Regions from separate parts of the Gossypium raimondii genome. Here region 1 is linked to region 2. The links are chromatin contacts, called in public Hi-C maps. All regions are on one chromosome and are shown on one strand. The core of a region is the stretch at or near the end of the contact, and the rest is flanking DNA. Distances in the headings are between cores, read along the strand shown. Region 1 holds the start of LOC105785937 (protein ALTERED PHOSPHATE STARVATION RESPONSE 1). Region 2 holds the start of LOC105785930 (probable 26S proteasome non-ATPase regulatory subunit 3).

Evidence for each region. A called contact is a pair of places that touch in the nucleus more often than the background predicts.
Region 1: a Hi-C map of leaf shows a contact between it and region 2, with 2.5 times the contacts expected there. The contact joins the promoter of LOC105785937 here to the promoter of LOC105785930 in region 2. A contact is called at or near these places in 2 of 2 Hi-C or Micro-C datasets (both in leaf).

What each region holds. Positions count from the first base shown.
Region 1 is chr1:43,673,652-43,678,838 of ASM2569854v1, forward strand. LOC105785937 (protein ALTERED PHOSPHATE STARVATION RESPONSE 1) reads left to right here and starts at 2,700. Exons shown (of 4, transcript XM_012612145.2): 1 at 2,700-4,209; 2 at 4,752-4,975. The coding sequence starts at 3,273. It overlaps LOC105785936 (probable protein phosphatase 2C 46), which reads left to right. Exons shown (of 5, transcript XM_012612142.2): 5 at 52-585. The coding sequence ends at 306.
Region 2 is chr1:43,528,104-43,533,664 of ASM2569854v1, forward strand. It overlaps LOC105785930 (probable 26S proteasome non-ATPase regulatory subunit 3), which reads right to left and starts at 3,561. Exons shown (of 9, transcript XM_012612137.2): 1 at 3,441-3,561; 2 at 3,232-3,320; 3 at 2,883-3,073; 4 at 2,329-2,466; 5 at 2,126-2,262; 6 at 1,903-1,957; 7 at 1,722-1,832; 8 at 1,311-1,550; 9 at 381-1,110. The coding sequence starts at 3,310. The coding sequence ends at 607.

The DNA of each region.
Region 1 (5,187 bases), core at 1,450-3,949, 140 kb after region 2:
AAAGAACAGAATTTGTTTTTGTAACTTTTGTTGGCTTTGGACTTCATGCAGGGAATTGCAAGGAGGCTGGTGAAAATTGCTCTACAAGAAGCAGCAAAGAAAAGAGAAATGAGGTATTCTGACTTGAAGAAAATTGACCGTGGTGTCCGTCGCCATTTCCATGACGACATCACCGTAATTGTGGTGTTTCTTAACTCAAACCTCGTGAGCAAGGCCTCCTCTGTTAAGGGTCCTAATCTATCTGTTCGAGGGGGAGGAGTTACCTTACCTCCTCGTACTCTGGCTCCTTGTGCCATGCCAGTCTAATCTGGCAGTACCTGATCATATGCCGTATTGCATGTTTTTCATGTTGTATCATTTTCTTATGTGAATATCAGGTAGCTTCCGAAAGCGATGCAAGCCTTCGATTCTTTAATGTACACTGTAACACTTGACTGGAAACTCATACTTGCATTTTGCATCTGCGTGGGAACACCTAAAAAGAGAACTAGAAAGGAGTACAAGGTACAAGATGACAATGATTGTAGTTAATTACTTGGGGTAGTTCCCTCAAGTCTTTATATAATAGTTTCCTTTTGATCTTTATCTGGTGCATTCCACTCTTTGCTGGACCTTTAATAAGACAAATGGCCGACACCTAGTTTCTTACTGGATCTTAATGGTAGCTAAAAACAGAAAAAACCATAAGGAAGGAATGGATGATAATAAAATACACTATTAAACAACTTGAATGTTGATCTGTAATAGACCTGGCATGTTGTACGTACCTGCTGCTTACAGTGTTGCATTGTGCAAAGGTTGTGAGATTGGGTGAGGCAGGTCGAGGTTATTACATCACTGCACCTGGCTGGGGTGGAACTAGTCAGTGAGGAACAACTCCATGTTTCATCTCAGGGTTCCTAATCGAATTTTAGCTGTTCAGGCTTACCTGGTTGTCGGCTGGTTACCCAGTTTGTCACCTAATACTATATCATTAATCCAGTAATGGTTGTTCTATTCTTCCTGGTCGATAAACTTTAGCTGCGTATTAACAAAAGAAAACCGAAGTTTATTTCTATTAATTCATATAATCACTTTTGGAAAAAATAACTTAAGTCTCTTAATTTTTGTACCTTTAAATTTATAAAGAAATTATAAAACAATGGTTGTTGGGACATGAACTGAAACCAGGTTGAGGTTGTCCAAGGTTTTTTAACTCTCTTACTCTCTGCTCCATTGGAAACCCAAAATAAAAAGCCCTTCAACTCTCTTTGACTGGTGTCGTTACGTTTTTTATTTCTTGACATTCAATCTAATCCAACTCTAGATTCTTGTTCAATTCAAAGGGAGAATACAATATTTTTGGGGCAAACCAAACTTGGGGTATTGAAAATGGAGGAAGTAGGCAATTCCCGAGGTGAGGAATAGTGGCTTTTTTCCCTCAACATTTGTCAGATTGTGTCAAGCCATTTTCTCGCTAAACCCACACCAAATAGCCCCTTCACATTATTTATTAGTCCTTCCAACCCTACACTATGGCTCCATTCTCAAAGCCATTGAGCCTTCATCTTCAGCATCAAACAATAAACAAAGCCAAAACCCACCAAAACACCACTAACACAAACCCCTTTGCATTTGCAACTGCTCCTCAACTAAGGTTTCATGTAAACTAAACACCTGTAATTTGGCAATTGCAGTGGGTGACAAACACAGACTAAAAGTGAGTTACATATAGAGTTTGTGTGTTAGGATTGCGCAAACTACTAATACTTTGACTTGAAATGGAATATTGAGATTTGATTCTTTTATCTCTAGAGGACTTTTGAGGCCTTTCCCCATGATCCTTGGGGTGCATTTTCTCAGCTGAATTTTCAGCATTGTCCTCTGTACTGAAACCCAAGAATCTTATGAATAATATTTTGTTAAGTACATTAATTCTCAAACTTAAACTTGGATATTTGCAAACATATGAGGATTTGTTTTCCTTTCACAAAAAAGGGAAAACAGTAGAGTGAAGCTGATGCCACATTGTAAAACACCGGCTAATTATAACCTGCAACTTCATGTGGAATTGTCAGTAGTTTCTGGCATATCATATAATTCATTTATGGACCAAACAAGAACCTTCTTTTTCTAAACATCACCACTCAGAATTCCAAATCCTTGCAAAAATATAATGCTATTCACCTATTGCCAAATATAATCTCAGTCAAAGAAAGGGAAAGGCAGTCTAAAAATCTTCGAAGATAACAGATTTATCCATATTAGTAAAGACAATGACATTCAAGCTTAAACCTTTCTGCTTTTGTAATTTCCCCCACTTAACAACTCATTAAAGAATTTAAACAAGTAATACAATTAACCTAATGATATTAGAGAGATTGTATAATCTGAATACACTACAAAAGTAATTTAAGCTCAACATAAGCATAATATAATACAAAATATATTACATACTTCCAAGCAAAAGACAACTCTCTTTCCTTTCTCTGGGGTGTTTGCAGTGGTGTGGTCACCATCCTTTAACTAGAGTACAGTTGACTCTTCTTTTTACTCACCAGACTGCCCAATGGGGTGGACACTGTCTGCTTATAAGAAAACCTGTGCTAAATTTTCTCAGAAAAATAATATACATTTTTTTAGTGTTTTTATTGCACTAAAAAAGATAAATAGAGTCTGATTGCCGTTGTTTTACACCAATTTTATAGTGTCCAAATAATTAAACAAAAAATGATTTCTCTCTCCTTCTCGAGCCCCTACCTTCTTTACTTTACCTTAATATCTCTAATCTCTTTCTTGCCCTTTAACTCTGTCATTTACTGTGTCACTTGCCATTTCTCTTATCAGTTAATCTCACTCTTTCATCATAGTTATCTATTATCCAAAACTAAATATGTTTTAAGTGTCCGAATAAGTAACTAATCTTAGCAAGGGCATTATATTTAAAATCTTATACTTTGCAGGGGCTAGCAGGCTAGAAGATTTCAAGAAGAAAACTATCTTTCTTTCTTTTTAAATCAAGAGATGAAATGGTTCTAAAACTTCTCATAAAGCTACATTTTCCTTCTTTTGCCTTGTCCCAAACCCTTGTAAAATTTAGCTCATTCTTTCTTCCATTTGTTGCAACCCCACCTCTTCCTTCTTTTAAGAAAAGAACACTTAGATTCCTCCAAAAGATCATCTTACTTTACCCTATCCCCATATATTCAAAAGTTAGTAGCTTCTACGCCTATTGTAACCAGAAAAACAAAAAGGAAAGGAAAAAAACACTCTCCAGGCTTTAGCAAAGAGAAATGGGTTGTGTTGCTTCTAAACTGGAGGAAGAAGAAGAAGTTGTGTCAATTTGTAGAGAAAGGAAACGACTTATAAAGTTAGCAGTAGATAGAAGATATGCACTTGCAGAAGCACATTTTAGGTACTGTCAAGCTCTTTATGCAGTGTCAGCTGCCATTAAGCTCTTTGTAGCTCGTCATTCATCACCTCCTTCACCTTTTCTCATCACTTTTCCTCCACCTTGTCCACCTACACCACCAGCCACTGATCAAAATGTGATAACCAACCCAATGTTGCTTCAACAAAGACCTTCTGAGTCCACCCATGAAGCTATTGCTTGTGAGTCATGTGGTTCTTCAACAAGCTCAGATATTTCAGATGAAGAGACTGAACCAGAGGTTGTAAGAGAAGAGCAGCAGCAGCAGCAGAAACAACAACACCAACACCAACACCAACACCAACACCAACCACCACCACCTTGTGGGTACTTTTATATGCAAATGCCGCCACCAATGCCATCACCACAAAGAGATTTTGGCTGGGACTTCTTTAATCCATTTGATGTTGTTAGACCAGAGATTATAAGTGGATACAACAGGTGTTCTGATGATGATTTAAGAGCGGTGAGGGAACAGGAAGGGATACCAGAGCTAGAAGAGGAAGGAGATACCAAAGAGGAAGAGAAAAAAGTTGTCCTTGTTGAAGAAAAAGATACTAAGAGGGAACAGGAGGAGAGTGAAAGTGGCTTGTTGAAAGTAAAGGAAGAGACTCATGTGAGCCAAGGAGAACAGAAAGGGCTAACAGTGATTGATAGCCCAGAAAAAGGAAGGGAACTTTTAGAAGCCTTGAAAGATATTGAGGATTATTTCATTAGGGCTTATGATTCTGGCAAAGATGTTTCAAGAATGTTGGAGGCTAATATGGTTCATTTACAGTCTGGTCTGGAGGGTATTAAAGGTGGGTTTTTTTTTTCCCCTTCACTCAACTTTTACTCTGTTGAGGTAGCCTTTCCTCTTATTCCAGAAAAACTGTTAAGTTTCCATTTGAAGTTATCTTCTGCTTGAAACTTGTGGGCTGACCTCCATTTTATAAGTATTTTTCCAGAAATGAGGAAAAAAAAAAGGGAGAGGGGTATGTATCTCAGGTTAGCTTTGCATGAGTCTTAGTTTCTTTGGGTGTTTGCTATCTCACCATTTATGTTTCTTTTTCATTCTCTCCAGCATGATGTTAAATAAAAAGCCTTGCAATGATTTGTTTTTGTTTATAAAATCTGGAAATCTTTGAGCCGTTAAACCCTGCATTTGCTCATGTGGCTCTAACATTTAGTTATTACCTTGCCTAGCACATATTCGGATAAATACGTGGAAAGACTTAGAAAAGTTAAAACATACTCGTAAGTCGTATCCCATGCTTGCCACCAAGTATAAAGCTAAATTTGGATCGTCTTAATGTCCATATCAATATCTAGTAATCATTAGACTCTGCTAATTTTATTGCAGAGAACTCAACCAAACTCATCCAAGCTATCACATGGCATCGATCCACTTTGTCGAAGCCTCAATCATGTAAGAGTCTTGTGGCTTCAAGTTCTAAAAGTTCTTCAGCATGGACTGAATATAAGAACGATCTTTTTGATCAGTATGGGGGAATGGATTCAGGAAGTCATTCCTTAACACTAGAAAGACTTTATGCATGGGAAAAGAAGCTCTATGAAGAGGTTAAGGTAAACAAAAATACTAACAATTAATCTTTATTTTTCTGCAAACTTAATGATTTATTCCTACAAAGATTTCAGGGTTTGTATAGTGTGTGAAGTAGTAATAACTTTGGCGGCTTCTTTTTGAGTTCATAATAGTGGACTGTATGTAGCTCGTATTCGACACTTATGTTTGACACGTATCAGAACATAGTTACGAGAGTTCTGCATTTGCATGT
Region 2 (5,561 bases), core at 2,311-4,810:
CAAATGGGGCTCCCAAATTGCGACACGTGATGGCACGCGATCAACTAGAGCTACCACGTCAACAAAATTTAAACAGTGTTAGGCTCAGGTACCAAACCAGTGGGTGTAAAAAAAATTTGAGTACCAATCTAAGACAAAAAAAACCATAGGTACTAATCTGGTATTAGTTGACAAGTTCAAGTATTAATCTTATATTTTTACCTAATATAAAAGCATGAAAAATTGTTTAGCGAAAGAAAGGAAGTAGTTTCCCATATACCCGTATTATCAAATGATGATGAATCTGCTTCATCCCTTCTCTAACGATGTCGGGCAATTTAGAGAAGTTTTACCCCAAAAGGTTTCAATGGCTGCCTGGCATGCATACAAATGAGATTGCATTGTTCAAGGAATAAAACTTGAAATCAAGGGAGGAAAATAAAAATACAAATAAAGTGCAACTCCATGGTGTAGGACTGTAAAGCAATGTTATCAATGGAAATAGTAGCTATTGCGAAAATAAAACCAAAAGCGTTTCTAGTACTACTAGGGCACTTTAAAAAGGAAAATGCACAACTTGATCAAACCATCATATGGTGGATAAAGTAACTTTTCGAATGTCAATCTCTAAAATTCGTCGTCATCTTCCTCTGCAATGTGCTTTGCAAGCTCTTGCTCCTGTTGTTGTCTTTCTCTCCTCTTCTCAGCACTTTCTTTCTCCTTGTGGGAGTTTGGTGGGAACCGAAGTGCACGCACAGCCTCGTTATGCATATTGAGGCAGAAAGCAATCCTAGAGTTGAATGCCGTTTGAGGCTCAGTTGTAGAGTAGATGTCACCCGTCTCCTTGGACAGCATACATCCATTTGAATGATCCAATGTCGCATCGATAGCTCCATCTCTGATTGCCTTGGCTACTATGCTCTCAGCATCAGCAACAGAGTCCAATCTAAGCTTCTTCGCAACATCAGCCAGTGCGATGCGAGAATATGAGATACTTATGTTGCGTAGCCCAGTCCGAATGACATTATGCCGCAGCCTAACAATCAAGTTATGGGTCCGGTCTGAACTGAAAGTAGTTGAGAACTTCTCAGCAACAGATCTGAAAAGCTCCAAATCACCAATGCGGACAGCCTGAAAAATACACAGATTTTGTGTTCTCAGAACAATTAGTAAAATCTAGGAACCACAGAAACCAAAGAGAGTCCAAATGATTATAACGAGAGGATATATGCACATGATTCTCTCCATTTCGTTTCAAGGAAAGACATGCTTGGAATATCAAACTTGGCTCTCTATAAAGTAAGACGACGACTACACAAACTCAAACTCACATTTGTCAGTTCAAAGTATGGCCTCAATGCTTTCTCCATGCCTTTCTGCATAAAAACAGTCCTCTCGGGGATTTCTCCCAGCAGTAATCGAACAATGATTGCCCACTTGTTGCATTGAACCCGAAAACCAAGGGCTGCAACAGGAGCTTTCCTAGCAGCTTGGAGGAGACATTCTTTGGCATCTGTGTACTCCAATTGAATTGTCCTAATCTTCCCCAAGTAAAAGAGGTAGCGGCAAAACTGCAGAGGATAACCTTTGTCTTATGAATGGAATCAAACTATAATGTTTTTACAGTTACAACAATAACCATAAGCCATGACAAACTCCAGGTAACCATTTAATAACCATAAAAATGCAGTCGGTTAACATTTACAGTTCAAAGACAAAGATAACAGAAAACCGTGACTTACCTGTTGGTTTGAGTGAGCTTCAAATCTAGGTGCCTTTGATCTCAGTTTCTCAGCTTGGTCATACAAATTGTAATGGAGGTAATTGCGAAGTAGGAGGTTAAGAAGAGTCTCCTGCATGAGAACAATATTTAAAAATATGATCCTATCAGAGAAATAATTGCTCAAATGTTTGAAAATTTACCTGACCCAGCTCGTCATGGCGCAATGTTGCAATCCGGTGCAGGGCTAGAAGGTTACTGTCAAATTAAAGATCATCCTAATTAGACCTAGAATGTCATATGTGCTTCTGATCATGAATAAAAGAAACATAACATGCTGAGGTTTATTTAAAAGGAAACACACATCAGAAAAGATGCTAAAGACAGCATATGACAAAAGTTAGGAATGAATCAAGTATAGCTCACCTCCTAATTTCAGAAAGAGTACCAGTGAGTTCATAGCAAAGAGAGTAATATAAGTACAGCCTAGCAGCTAGAACATCGAGAGTCCTCCTGTTCAAATTCTTCAGCCGAGCAATGCTTGCAGAGGAACATGCCTTTGCCTGAAACAAGATAACATCATGTTCAAGAAACAGGAAACATCCTGATGAAATTATTTGCTAATGTACCTCATCATATTTCTTTTGATCAATCAAAAATATCAGGACAAGCAAATAGCAGTAGATTTCTAGCTCTGGCAAGGAATGCTTAGCAGGAGGTTGAGCTGTGGAGGTTGCAGTGTCGACTTCCATCTCATTCTCATCTTCCTGAAACAAATTCAAGCCATGAGTTCTTAAAAGAACAATTAATTCAAGACTTATTAACTTACAGTCATTGTACTCATAAACAAAATATTTCTGTAAGGTGAGAAACTAGACTGGCGACAGAGAAACTAGACCGGCAACTAAGGCATTTCCTTGAACTTGGAACCAGAAAGCCTACTACACTGGTGAAGGTGACAACGGGGAAAATAACATCATATAAAGGGCCAATCACCAAAAATTAACTTCAAAGATGCAACCAATTATTTTCTATCTTTAGCATTTGTTGCACTTCAATGCCTTTAATTAACTAAGACATCATGTCTAATCTAAGAGGATGGAATGGCAATCACTTTACCACAAGGGGGAAAAACACTTCCACATTAATAACTGAATATTACGATGTTCCATCAAAAGATTACCTTAGGAAGATAAGAAGAAAGACGAGTGAAGGCCTCGGATCCAGGGGTAAGAGCGAAACTAAGGAAAGAGGAAAGCACGGATGCCTTCAACTTCCGTCTTAAAGCCATTGTAAGTCGTATAGCCCTCAAAATACGGCGAGCTTCACGGTCATAAGCACCGGTCTCAATCAGAGACGCAATTTCCTTCAAATCTAACAGAAACCCAGAAAATTTTATTCAAATCCGTGAAAACCCACAAGTTACCAGTCCAGAAAACGCTAAAAGAAAATCAGATTTCTATCACCAAACGTCAAAAAATATGCGCTAGAGACATTTGGATGTTATAGATGCATAGATAGATTGTACTTACGGTGCAAAGTGGATGGAGAAGAGGAAGGAACGGAATTAGACGGAGCTGGTTGCTCTTTCATCTCCACATCTTGAGTCATCTTTGAGAATCTGAAAAATGCAAATTGAAACGAAATTTGACGTGAAAATCAAGGGGAAAAAAAGGTGAAATATTGATTAGGGAGATGCTTAAAACTTAAAAAGCACAAAAGGAAAGGAGAAAAAAATTACCTTTGATTCACGAAAGGAAGAGGTGGATTTTGGGGGAATCGAGAGCCGAGCCTGCAGTGGACTATGGTTTTAGTTTCTTCAGCAGTAGGTCTTGTGAGAGGAGTTGAAGAAAGCGAAAAAGTCCGGATTGAACGACGTCGTTTATATGGAAATCGGAAGTCATTATAGAAAAGGTCTAGAGAGCCCAAATAAACTCTATATTGGGCCAAGGCCCATTATTCTGTTATCTCCTGTCTTGTGGGTTCATATATATAACTATATTTATTCATTAATTCAACAATACTCCAAGATTGATTCTTAAAGGGCTTTTCTTAGTAAGTGTTGTATAAATTATTAATTTTTTCTTAGTTTTAAAAAGAAAATAATACCAACAAATAAAATGTGATACGTGTCATGTTTTTTTATTGAATATCATATACTTTTTGGGTAAATGATACAATTAATAGTTTAAGTATCACTTCTAACTAAAAGTGTTCATGTTGGATTGGGCTAGACTTGGGTCCAGGTACCATACATAGTTGTTAAATGCAACCCGACTTGAAATATGGGTCTCATATTCTGTTCAAGCCCACTTTTATTTGTAAATGGCTATTCCAAGCCCATTACCAACATAGTATGAAAGCTTACAATAATAGTACATCGAAAAGGCAAGAGAGCTGGTGCTGCGTCGATGGGTCCAGGTTTGACTAGGAGGTTAGTATGCTCAGAAATGACCTTGATGATGTGCTTGTCGATGACTTGACGATACACGTTGTTCCCCTACTATCAGATACTCCTTCGACGAATAGAACTGCTCGTGGCCCACCTAACTGAACCATTGCATGCATACCTCAGAGGCACAAAAATTACTATCCTAGTGATATCTCTTGAAAAGAGTTATATTGCATGACTTTAGAACTAGCCAATTACTTGTACTTAGGTACATTTAGTTGTATTTTATGACATTTCATTAGTATTTTTATCATTGCATTAGGAGCTTGGACTGTGTTTAAATATTATGTAATTTTAATTGCTTGTGGTAGGGCTGTGTTTGGTGGTTTGGTAGGTGCAAGTTGAGGAACAAGAAATAAAAGAGTGAAGGTTTGCTAGGGCAAAAGGTTGGACATTTTGTCAGCACGAATGCTGTGGCAATTCTAGGAAGACCGAGTCAACACTCAACGCATACCAGTTTTAGCCCAACTGTACTTGTACAAAAAAATCTACCTAAAAAGATAACTTGGGTTGTTGGATTTACCCTAGGGAAAAAACTATAAAAAGCCAAAGGAGGAAACCTTAAAGGATGAACAAGGGTGGGGATCTATAGGCGAAACTAGAGGGTAGCAATTGAGTAGAGACAGAAAGAGGAAGATGAAGGCAGTCCCTCTTAGCCACCACAGGACACTGTGCCACTAGAGTGTGAACTGGACACGCAAAAGTTGTCTTTCCGACGTTCTTCTGTTATTTCTTAACTATTTATCCATGAATTGATTTGATGAAAACGATGTTGAATGATATTTTGGTTTTGAATTTTATTTGCCAACCCATGAGCTAAATCTTATAGGGTTGAGATTACTTGATGAAACCTTTATAAAGCATAGATCTGAATTAATTTACTATTTCATTCAATTGTTTTTATTTCTAAATTGTATGCGTGCAATCCTAGACATAGATGACTATGCAACATGCTTATAAACTAATTTAATTCTGAAAAGGTTGGATTAGTTGGACCAAAATTGAATGATATGAGTAAGTACTCGACAAATACTTGTAGTAGACTTTAGACATAAAGCAACGTTCATACAGAAGGAAACAGTGCAATGTATCGTATTAAAGACCTATAGACACGAAGAAGGTAACTTGAGGTTTCTGCTCTCTAAAGAAGTAGACCACTTTAGAACTCTTCTAAGTAGTAGATTGATTACGATTTTTTCGAGGTATTTCTGACAGTAAGGGTAAATTCTTAATAATTCCAACCTTCCATTTCAACATCGTATATCCCTTATCCCTTACCGTAGTATCTTTGCCATCGCATCCTTAGTTGTTTACTTGTTCAGTTACATATTATTCATATAATCATTTTCGTAATTGCCATTGCATTTTTACTCTTGCATTGCCATAACATTTTCAATTATTCATCAATTA